2 separate regions of the Mus musculus genome follow, and region 2 is linked to region 1. The links are chromatin contacts, called in public promoter capture Hi-C maps. All regions are on one chromosome and are shown on one strand. Each heading gives the region's core, a stretch centred on a gene start, on an enhancer-like site or on the middle of the called end of the contact. The rest is flanking DNA. Distances are from core to core; before and after follow the strand shown. Region 1 holds the start of Commd9 (COMM domain containing 9). Region 2 holds the start of Iftap (intraflagellar transport associated protein).

Region 1 (6,145 bases), core at 1,834-4,333:
TCACAGCCTCTGCTCTGTGTGCATGAAAGAAACAAAGGGGGGCCTGTGTACAAATACAGGGACAATGCTGTTGTGTTACCAGCTGCTTCTGTTACTCTTGGGGACAGGATGAGAAATGAGGCCATGCTGCCTTTCTTGATTTGATGTGCTCTGAACTTACCGAATCTTAGCAACCAGGCTATTCAGGGTGTGGACAAGACTCAGCACATTCAGTTCATGGTTTCTATAGGGGGAAGCATGGGTCATCACCCCAAAAGGGATGTACTGCTTCCAAGTCATTTTCAATGCATGCTAAATCCCCAGTGTCCTTCTCCCCTTCCCTGAACACCAAAAGAACTGTAGTAATCTTTTCACGACCTTCAGTGCTTGGTTTTCAGGGACACCAGCAAGCTCCTATCCAATTTTCCGACTTGAAGTATTTTATGGTTAACTTCCACACTTCCTGTGCACCCCCGCCCCAGTTTTTTGAAACTGATCAGTGGGAGTTTTCAAACCTAAGTATTTGTGCTGGTTCATGGTTGGTTTTTAGATGTCAAGGTGCTGCAATCTAAAACCATCTGAGAAGGGAGTCTCGGTGGCGGGATTACCTGGGTTGGGTGAGCCCGTGTGTGTGTGTGTGTGTGTGTGTGTGTGTGTGTGTGTGTGTGTGTGTGTGTGTGTGTATCTAGGGAATTGTCTTGGCTGTTGATTGAGTTGGAAAGGCCCACTCTGAATGTGAGGCGCACCACTTCCTCGGCTGGGTGCTGCTCTGTGTAAGAGTGAAGAAGGCTAGCTGAGCGTAAGCAGCAAGCAAGCAGCAATGTGTGCATTTGGTTTTCTCCCTGCTCCTGACTGTGCCTTTGGTGTGAGCACAGTCTCCAGCTCCTGCCTCAAGGATGGGCTGATATTTGGAACCCTCTCCTCCCGTATTGTTTTCTGTTGGGGTAAAATTATCACAGCGACAGCGATGAAGCTAGAAGGAATGTGCTCTGCTGCACTGACATGTTGATTGCATGTCTTAAGAAATAATTGACATCTGTGATAGTTTGATAACTTAAGTGTATCTATGAAGGAAAATACTCTGTCAAGATGCACTTTTCACTGGAACTAAAATAAATAAATAAATAAACAAACAAAGCAAATTAATCCATTCAAAGTAAACTTTAATTTGGTAGATTTCAGTGTTGGTCAGTCTATAACAAACATGTCTGCCCTTATTCCTACACAGCTGCTCAGCTTCCAAGTTTAGAATTTTTGGAAGCTTTTTACTTGACCTTTTTATCAGGCTGATATCTGGCACGCTTCACATCGTCTCCTGCCAAGTTCTGAGCACTTACAGTTCTCTGACTAATGGTTATAAGTTTGGTTAGCAGCATCTGGAACACTGGTGGTGGAGTCTGAGGTAGCATTTGCAGCAGCTGCTGAAGCTGCTCCCAGACAACAGGATGCATCAGATTGGTCTATACTCTTAGCACATTCCCTGAATCCCTGGTAACTGTTATCCACTGGTAACCCTCCACCAGGCTGGGTTTATTCAAGGAAGAATGACATCTTTAAAGTCAGGTAGCTTGGGAAGCCAGATCCTTCCTTCACAGGTTTCTGTTTCTTTCTTAGTTCTGGAAGCCTGTTCTTGAAGTTGGAGTCACTCCCCATCTTGCAGTTGAAGTAGATACAGTACCCAGCAAAGAGGGCAAGTGCCAGGGGAAATGGCTGCTTTGGCTGTCATCATTGCCCCATCTGGATGTCAGCTTTCCCTAGTAGCTGGCAAACAGTAGTTAGTACCTCATTCTGGAAGCTCACAGCCTGCAGCCACTTTGAATCAAGACATGGAAAGGCTACACCTAAAGACTTATACAATATTTCAAAGCCAGAAAGCCTGGGATGGCTCAGTTGAGTTGTTATGCTTTCAATTTCTCAAGTGCATTGGTTACTGGTGTGTCACTGTGACAGGAACTAGATGGAAACAACTTAGAGGAGGAAGATTTATTCTGGTTCATGGTTTCAGAAGTTGTAGTCCAACATGGCAGAGCAGGGTGGCAATAATGTACAGCCAAGACTTCTTACACAGCAGCAGACAAGACACCATGCAATCAGGCCAGAACCAGAAGCAGCATAACCCCCAAAGGCCTGCCACTAGAGACCTTCACTAGCAAGGTCCCAGATCCTAAGGGTTCTAACATTCAGCAGTCCCACAAAGCTAGGGTCCAAGTGACCACAGGATGAACCTGCAAAACAGATTTCAGACTCAACCCATAGCAAGGTTGTAGTTAAGCCTTTGACCCAGCGACTGCCACTTTCAGACTCTCTGAAGACTGGAGGGTCTGCCTCTGAGGAAGGTGTTGGCAGGTCTTGCTGCATGACCCTCAACACTCAGTTTTAAGGGAAAGAATGCAGACAGAAGAGACCGTGCCGGAGGTGCACAGAGCTAAGATAGTCAATATCTTCACACGCCTTCTTCCTTTCTAACCCCTTTCCTAATCAGCTGCCCTTCAAACCAGACCTCTTCTTGGACCACAGGAAAGTTACTAAGAACCCTAAGTGACTTAGCTTGACTGTCTGGATAAGGCTAGTTACAAAGGCTCCTATCTCTCCACAAACAGAGAAGAAACTATATGCCTTGAAGCGTTGTTTTTTGTTTTTTGTTTTTTTTGTTTTGTTTTGTTTTTAGGGAGTACTGCAGGCATGTGAGCGTGTGTGTGTGTGTGTGTGTGTGTGTGTGTGTGAATTCCAAGAATTCAAATAGGCAAAGCTTCATTTAAATCCAGATGGTGAGTAGGCCGATCTCTTCTGGGCATCTAAGTTGCCAAGGTGTCTGCCAAGTCTGCAGGTGCATTCACCAGATCAGCCAGCCTACCCAGAGGGGCAAAGGCAAAACCAGTTTCCCTGACCTAGGATGTCCAGCCAGTTGTTCCCTGGAAATCATTCTATATCCGAGTTCTCTCAGTATCTCAGCCCTCTGGTCTTTGAGCTTAGTCATACAGGAGGAAGACTTCCTGGTTCTTTGCACGCCGTTCCCGCCAGCCACGGTGAAGAACTACAACTCCCAGCATGTCCTGCGAGGGGTCACGAGGCACGCTCCGCTTGCTCCGGCTGTCACGTGACTCCAGAAAGATGGCGGCCTTGACAGCAGAGCATTTCGTGGCGCTCCAGAGCCTACTGAAGGTATCTTGAAGGGGTGGGGACGCGTGCGGCCACCGTCTTAGGGTCTGGGACTTGGTGCAAAGCAAGAATTGGGAATAAACCGGCCCTGACTTGGAGCATTGTCCCACTCCCACCCTACCCGCCGCGCGTCAGTGCTTCTTTGTGTGACCCTGAGAAAATCGTTCAGCCTTTCTGAGCTTTTAAACAGGAGCAACAAAATTAATCACGCCCAGATATTAAGGTGGAAGTAAAAATCAGATAGTCGATGTAAATACACCCAAGAATTAGTGACCACGAGTGGTTTTATAGATTGGAGCACTTGGGTGACAGTCACCAGTTCCCATTTCATCCCAGTCTTTACGCCTCTCTCAGGGAAATTCTCTCCTTCTTGTCACCCTAGTACTTCTAGGGACGTCATAAAGTTTGAGTTACTCCTTAGAAGGGTGGCTTTGCATTCCCTCTTAGGACTTATTACTAGTGTGCACACACCATGGATGTCTTTGTGTTCTCTTCTGAGGAACATGATTTCTGTTTCTTCTTGTTTTCCTTTCTTCTCTCTTATCCAGTTGAAGATCAGAAATGATCCTCGTGACACTGTCATTATAAGTCACACATATAATGCCCTTTCCGTTATCCATCTTCCTAGTGTGCATTTGCTCAGTCCACTCCTGAGCACTTTGACTTCATTGTTCACAAGCCTATGCCAACAAGAACAAGACCTGGCACCCAGTATGTGCCGAAGAAATAGCTATGAAGGGCTTTAGTATAGTGGAGCTGTGACTAGGATCCAAGAGTTCTCCTTAGCAGCTTTTTCTCTTCCTTGTGGTTGATTTAAGCCATTCCTTTTCCATGCTTGCTTGTCTTGGGACATTTTCTTTTCCTTGGTAAGTTTTGGAAAATAACATATAGCATACTGAAATCATTAGTAATTCCCTTAATGACTACACACTCATGTAGCCAACACCAGACCACAGACTGAGACACCAGTACCCCCAGTGCCTCCCTGGTTACTTACTTCACTTGCCTTCCCAACAGTGCATAGCTTCGGACACCATGTACTATTACTCAGTCTCTGAACTCCACAGAAATGGAACACTTCTTCATATCAGTGTTCACATCTGGCTTCCAGTCATGATTGTAGCAATAGCTCATTTTCACTGCTCTATTGTTTAAATACACTTTATTAAAAGCTAACTATAATATCTCCTGTAGTTGTGGGAAATAATGCAGAGAGATTTTTGTCCCATGTTCCTTAATGGTGACTTCCTGGATATCTACAGAACAATATCACAGTTGGGGTATTTACATTGATCCAGTAAAGCTCCAAGGCATAGCTATCTATGTAAGACCCCTGGGTTGACATCTTACAGCCAAGCTCACTTGCAGTTGGCCTCCAGAATTCCTTGACACTTCAACATTCTTGTATCATTAGTTTTCATTTCAAGAACGTTTGTAAATCTTGGTGTAGATGATGTTTGTGGATTGGCTTTCCTCACTAAGCCTAATTCTCAAGCTGTAGATCGAAACCCCTTTGTGGTTGCATATCAGTTTTCCTGAATAGCAGATATTTACATCACGATATAAACTATGAAATAGCAATAAAATAATGTTATGGTTGGGGTCACCACAACGTGAGGGACTGTATTAAAGGGTTGCAGCATTAGGAAGACCGAGAGACCACTACTCCAGAGAGAATCATACAAATCATAGGTATTCACAATTGCTTCCTTTTTATTTCTTCGAAGTATTCTGTAGTGTATTCTATTTGTTTGCTCATTGGTCTGTTGAAAAAGGCATAAAGAGTACTTCTAGTACTCAGCTTTACAGATGAAGTTCCTAGGCCATCTGGAAATTATACGATTTAAAGACATCTCCAAACTTTTCCAGAGTACCTGCTCTACTTTACACGTATATTTGTATCAGCATCAACATTTGGGGTTGTCAGTATATCCTATCTGAATCATTCTGATAAGTGTTTCTCGGCTCTGTGTGTGTCTACATTTGTGTTTGTGGGTGTGGACATGTGGTCAGAGGACAAGCTCCGGTGTCAGTTCTGCCTTCAGTCTTGCTGGAGGTTTTCTCATCCTTTACTGCAACATGCACCAGGCTTATGCCCGTGAGCTTCTTAGAATTCTCTTTCTGCTTATTATTTTCAGACGGGGCCTTAGGACTTCAGGCATGTGCCCTACTTAAGCTTTTGTGTGTCTTCTGGGGATCCATCAAGTCATCGAGCAAGTGCTTTACCCACTAAGCTGTGTCCCAGCCCTATCTATCTATCTATCTATCTATCTATCTATCTATCTATCTATCTTTTATATTTGAGTCTGTAATCCACACTGAGCCGATTTTGTATAAAATATATGATACATAGGTTGAGTGTGCTTAGTTTAACGTCAAATTGTTTCAGGTCTGTTTGTGAAAAAGAAGATTTTTCTTCCACTGAATTGCTTTTGCAATTCAAGAATCCCTTGGACGTATTTGTGTTGGTTTGTTTTGGGGTCTCTGTTGCGCTGTTTTGCCTCCTCATCCCTCTGTGTGAACACAGGCTTGATTGTCCTAACTGTATAATAAATCTTGACATTAGACCAATCCCTCCTACTTTATTGTTCTTTCTCAGATTGCGTTGGCTAGGGGTGAAGCTCAGCCAGTAAATCGGGTGTCATGCAAGTGTGAGATGTGAGTGTGATACCTGGACCCCAAGTGAAAAAGACAACATGATGGTGTGCACTTGTAACCCTAGTGTGCTGGGGCAGGCTAGGCATCCTTGGCTGTGTGGCTGGTCTAGACCAGTGAAAGAACTTGTTTTAAGGAGCAAAGTGAATGGGGCCCGAGGACCCACGAGAGATCGTCTTCCGCCTCCACGTGTGTGTACACACATGCATCTCCCAACACACTGACAGGCACATGCACGCTTGCAAGCACTGCTAGCTGCTCTACTCCTTTGCCTTTCACTATGCATTTTAAAATCCTTTTTTTTTGTTTGTTTGTTTGTTTTTTTTTGTTTTTGTTTTTTAGAGACAGGGTT
Region 2 (6,145 bases), core at 1,641-4,140, 260 kb before region 1:
GAGAATATGCTCTATTTAATCCATAATAATCCAAAATCCCTAAGACAACCGTAACATGACACAGCAGGCTATAATTTAAGCTGGGGTTTGGGTTTTTTTTTGGGGGGGGGGGGAGGTTAAGTCCTTGGGATCTGGAATCCATTGCCCCTTGTATAGAACAAGCAGTTTTATAATTCTGTATTGCTTTTCATAGGTATTTGATCTAAAGGAGCTTCAAACTCAGTGCTGCCTCTGTCAAAGATGGGGCAGATGTCTGGAAATAATCATTCTGCATGGAGAGTGTAACCACCCAGGGCACCCAGGGTTTTCCCTACTGGATTAGGGGTTAACGCTTTCGCTTAGTACCTATGGGCAGAATGTTCTCAGTTGATAGAAGGTCCTCCCTCACGCATATGTGAACAGCCCAGGAATAAATTAAACATTTCCCTAAGTTATTTCAGAATCAGAGCAAGCTGCTGGATCTACAATCACAGTCTGAGGAAATGGAAGGCTTGCCTTCATAGCTGCAGAAATACTCTTTCTCAGACACCATTTCCTCACATGATTTACCCCACAAATGAATATTAATAGATCACATCTTGAGGACTCTCTGGCTGCGAGAAATTGCTTAGAAGTTAATGACATATAAACTCTAGAAGTTCTTCAGGCTAGAAAATATATATGATAGAGCAATCACAGATATTACATGGCTCAAGGGACATTTGCAGGGGAAACAGAAACATAGTGGCCAGTAACATTTGCTGACTAATTTCTGTGAACCAGTCATTGTGCCTTATAATTTGCATGTGCTCACTTACTTCACAAAGCAATCCAATGAATAGCTATTAATATTATCCCAATTTACAGGTAAAAGAAAGACAATAAGTTGCCAAAGTTGATAACAGACACAAAGTGGTAACATCCCAGATTTAGACTTGTAAACCACAACTTTAGATCTTGTATACACAGTGATGGATATGCACAGCGACAAGAAAGAAATGCCCTGTTTTGTTATCTACACTGAGTCACCAATACTCTTTGGCTTATACATTTATCCAACTATTATTGGTTCAAAAGTTTAGCACTTACACCATCCCCTCTGCTACCTATAGAATATCTTGAAAGAATGGAGGGACCTGGAAGATGTTAAGAGCCAGAAGATAGAGAAGCTTTGAAATGCTATCTTTAAGATGACACACCCACTGGAATCATGAACTCACAGTTGCTATGAATACCTAGACTGGGCCTGCACAAGACCAGCCCTATATAACAGGCAGTCATTGCTTAGAGGGGAGCACATGAGGCCATACCCCATTCTGCTGCACAACTGACTACTGAAAGATTTAGGGAGAGAGAGACAGAGACAGAGAGACACAGAGACTGGATAGTTCCAAACCCATGGCCACACAGATGTTTCTGGTTAAACTCAGGGGTCAAAACTCAAACAAAAAGATATTAATGTAGGAAATGTGAGAAAAAAATTTTAGGAAGGAGGGAAGGTTGGCAGGGACAGGAGGGAGATAAAAGAGGGGGCTGAATCATAAGAATAAACTATATGAAACTGTCAAAGAAAAATAAACTAAGAATAAAAGGTTTACCTGTCTACATCCACTGACCAAATTCCATCATCCTATAGTCCCTTCTAATCATCTGCAGCATCTCTCATGTATGCTCTCATTATCAGCAGATAAAAACAGCCTTGCTATCTATTAGTTCAAGGACAATGGTATCTACTATATACTGTGTACAAGGTCTGTTCTCAGTTCGTTACAAGTCGTAAATTACTAATCATAATTGACATCAATCCATGTGGGTAAAATCACCTCATTTTACAGAGGAGAAAATCGAGTTACAGAGAGTTGGTTAAACAGTTTGCTCAAAGCCATGTAGTGACTAAGTGGCAGCCAGGATTTGAATCTAGTCTGATAGTGTTGAGTCCTAATCTTGACCATTGTCTTATGATGCTTTTTAAACAACTTACTTTTAAAAGTAAATTTTATTTTGTTCCAACATTTAGTGCCAAAATAAGAAAGAGTATTTCACATCCACAAGCAGGAAGTACACTTCATACCTCTCTAAGGTAGGTAATAATAACTTACCAAGCTTACTTTATCTGACAGCAGTATGAAAGGAGGCCCTCTTTGTATTCAATATAAAATTACTCGAGTCATCTCACAGTTCATGAGCTGAAAAGTGAACTAAAACGGGATAATTTTATTTTCCTAGGGGGCGGTGGGGGTGGGGGTTAGTTAAAGAACTTCCTCTGTTTCCCTGAAAGAATCCTCAAAACAAAAAGGAAAGAAAGCTGCGACTGGACGGGCTTGGGCTCTAAAGTATCCCTGGCAACCGCCTAATTACTTACTACACTTCCGTTACTATGTGCACCAGCGCGGGGGGGGGGGGGGTCAATTTCAAGCTGTTTCTCCGCTTTATGCTAGGTATTCTGAGACTCTTCTTTCTGTTTTGAAAGACTTTCCTAACTTCTTGTCCCAACAAGCGAAGTGTCCCTCAGAACGCAATTCTGAGTCTCGTTTCTATACATCCAGTGCAGAGTCAGTAGAGACACCTCATCCACGGTTTCCCTTCCAACTACTGCTTCCAGGCAACCATACGGGCTAGAAGCCTATGTGCCTCCGACAGGGTTACCCTAGTAAGAGTCCCAGGAGAAGCTGCAGCGACTTTTGAGCACGGGTTTGCCAGCGCTCCTCCTGATACTCTTGCCTTCCAGCACCCCGTTGTCGACAGAGGGCCGAACTCTCACCTCCCGTTCCCTAGCTGTCCGTCACCATGGCGTCCATCTAGTCCCTTCGCACGTTTGGAGTCCTTATCCAGTCAAACAGCCTATAAGGTTTCTGTCATGAAGCAGCGAAGACAATTTATCCAACTACACAGCCCATAGAACACGGATTCCTGGGAAATGTAGTTCTTTGGGCCCTCAAAGCAAGGACGCTCTAGGAATGCAGGACTACAATTCCCAGAAATCAAAGCAAAGCCAGTCCGCCACTAAAATAGGTCCAAGCTGCTGCCACAATAAAGTAGTGTCTGTGATTTCCTAACGGGGGCAGGAGGTGTCTTATAATTCTAAGACAAGCATGTAAAATGACTTTTCTTTTAAACAAGCCTTTTGTATGAGGAAGAATCTAAGCATAATTACCAATATGAAAAGATATTCTAAGTTATTGCGTTTTTTTAATCCTTTCAGATAAAAGACCTATTCACAATCAAAAATGTCCCTGCAGATGGTAACAGTGGGTCATAACATAGCCTTAATTCAACCAGGCTTCTCACTTATGAATTTTGATGGCCAAGTTTTCTTCTTTGGCCAGAAAGGCTGGCCTAAGAGATCCTGTCCTACTGGAGTCTTTCATTTTGATATAAAACAAAATCATCTCAAACTGAAGCCTGCAATCTTCTCTAAAGATTCCTGCTACCTCCCACCTCTTCGTTATCCAGCTACTTGCTCATACAAAGGCAGCATAGACTCTGACAAGCATCAATATATCATTCACGGAGGGAAAACACCAAACAATGAGCTTTCCGATAAGATTTATATCATGTCTGTCGCTTGCAAGAATAACAAAAAAGTTACTTTCCGTTGCACAGAGAAAGACTTAGTAGGAGATGTCCCTGAACCCAGATACGGCCATTCCATTGACGTGGTGTATAGTCGAGGGAAAAGCATGGGTGTTCTCTTTGGAGGACGTTCATACATGCCTTCTACCCAGAGAACCACAGAAAAATGGAATAGTGTAGCTGACTGCCTACCCCATGTTTTCTTGATAGATTTTGAATTTGGGTGTGCTACATCATATATTCTCCCAGAACTTCAGGATGGGCTGTCTTTTCATGTTTCTATTGCCAGAAACGATACCGTTTATATTTTGGGAGGACACTCACTTGCCAGTAATATACGCCCTGCTAACTTGTATAGAATAAGAGTGGACCTTCCCCTGGGTACCCCAGCAGTGAATTGCACAGTCTTGCCAGGAGGAATCTCTGTCTCCAGTGCAATCCTCACTCAAACAAACAATGATGAATTTGTTATTGTGGGTGGTTATCAGCTGGAAAATCAGAAAAGGATGGTCTGCAGCCTTGTCTCTCTAGGGGACAACACGATTGAAATCAGTGAGATGGAGACTCCTGACTGGACCTCAGATATTAAGCATAGCAAAATATGGTTTGGAAGCAACATGGGAAACGGGACTATTTTCCTTGGCATACCAGGAGACAATAAGCAGGCTATGTCAGAAGCATTCTATTTCTATACTTTGAGATGCTCTGAAGAGGATTTGAGTGAAGATCAGAAAATTGTCTCCAACAGTCAGACATCAACAGAAGATCCTGGGGACTCCACTCCCTTTGAAGACTCAGAGGAATTTTGTTTCAGTGCTGAAGCAACCAGTTTTGATGGTGACGATGAATTTGACACCTACAATGAAGATGATGAAGATGACGAGTCTGTAACCGGCTACTGGATAACATGTTGCCCTACTTGTGATGTTGACATCAATACCTGGGTTCCGTTCTATTCAACGGAGCTCAATAAACCCGCCATGATCTATTGTTCTCATGGGGATGGGCACTGGGTACATGCCCAGTGCATGGATTTGGAAGAACGCACACTCATCCACTTGTCAGAAGGAAGCAACAAGTATTATTGCAATGAACATGTACAGATAGCAAGAGCATTGCAAACTCCCAAAAGAAACCCCCCCTTACAAAAACCTCCAATGAAATCCCTCCACAAAAAAGGCTCTGGGAAAGTCTTGACTCCTGCCAAGAAATCCTTCCTTAGAAGACTGTTTGATTAATTTAGCAAAAGCCCCTCAGACTCAGGTATATTGCTCTCTGAATCTACTTTCAATCATAAACATTATTTTGATTTTTGTTTACTGAAATCTCTATGTTATGTTTTAGTTATGTGAATTAAGTGCTGTTGTGATTTATTGTTAAGTATAACTATTCTAATGTGTGTTTTTTAACATCTTATCCAGGAATGTCTTAAATGAGAAATGTTATACAGTTTTCCATTAAGGATATCAGTGATAAAGTATAGAACTCTTACATTATTTTGTAACAATCTACATATTGAATAGTAACTAAATACCAATAAATAAACTAATGCACAAAAAGTTAAGTTCTTTTGTGTAATAAGTAGCCTATAGTTGGTTTAAACAGTTAAAACCAACAGCTATATCCCACACTACTGCTGTTTATAAATTTTAAGGTGGCCTCTGGTTTATACTTATGAGCAGAATTATATATATTGGTCAATACCATGAAGAAAAATTTAATTCTATATCAAGCCAGGCATGGTGATGGTGATACATGCCTGTAATCCTGGCACTTAGGAAGTGGAAGAAGGAAGTTTGTGAGTTTGATGCTTGTTGAGGTATGACCTTTTGCTATGTATTGTAGTGTATGAGCCCCAAGACCTGCTTGACCCAGAGACAAGAGAGTCCACACATAGATCCAAGTAATGCTATGTGACCTTGCCCCCCGGTTACTTGTGATTAGGTGAATAAAGATGTCAACAGCCAATAGCTGGGCAGAAGAGCCAAAAGTGGGGATTGAGGGTACCCTGGCTTGATGTAGGAGGAGACCATGAGGAAAGGGGAGAAAAAAGTGATGGAGGAGGAGAAAGATGCCATGAGCTAGGAGTTAAGAAAGCATGGCCATGAGTGCTGGCCAATTGGAGTTAAGAGCAGCCCAGATGAAACATAGTAAGTAATAACTCAGGGTTATCGATAGAAAATAGATTTTAGTGCCGTACTCTCCCCAGCCCTAGAGCTGACTATGGCTTACTGTAAATATAAAGTTTGTATGTGTCTTTTATCCAGGAACTAAATGGTCAAAGGTGGAGTAGAAACTCTGGATTGGGATTAAATTTTTCTACAACAAATGCTGGCCTGGGCTAGATTTTATCTCATATCCGAAGGCTGACAGAACACAGAGCACTGGTAACATTGCCACCTGCCATGCACAAAGACCTGAGTCTAATACTGTGGACATTTTCTTGAAGTATCTACATGTACTTCTGGAGTGAAAACATATTCCAACAATATGCCTTTGTTTAAATCACTCACTCACTTTGGGCCCTCACATTATATCCTTTCAAAATCAATGGTTCACCCCTTTGAAAATGCTTAGCCATAGTCCCTCATCT

The links. Promoter capture Hi-C pulls out the DNA fragments that hold promoters and counts their contacts.
Region 2: a contact with region 1 is called in a promoter capture Hi-C map of neutrophils. The contact joins the promoter of Iftap here to the promoter of Commd9 in region 1. A contact is called at or near these places in 8 of 39 promoter capture datasets (the C10 cell line, the HPC-7 cell line, embryonic stem cells and 5 more), 1 of 484 Hi-C or Micro-C datasets (the HPC-7 cell line) and 4 of 9 other capture datasets (adipose tissue, bone marrow-derived macrophages, liver and 1 more).

What each region holds. Positions count from the first base shown.
Region 1 is chr2:101,883,179-101,889,323 of GRCm38.p6, forward strand. Commd9 (COMM domain containing 9) reads left to right here and starts at 3,084. Exons shown (of 6, transcript NM_029635.3): 1 at 3,084-3,141. The coding sequence starts at 3,091.
Region 2 is chr2:101,626,141-101,632,285 of GRCm38.p6, forward strand. It overlaps Iftap (intraflagellar transport associated protein), which reads right to left and starts at 2,891. Exons shown (of 7, transcript NM_026592.4): 1 at 2,741-2,891. It overlaps Rag2 (recombination activating gene 2), which reads left to right. Exons shown (of 3, transcript NM_009020.4): 2 at 1,997-2,059; 3 at 3,182-6,145. The coding sequence starts at 3,207. The coding sequence ends at 4,790.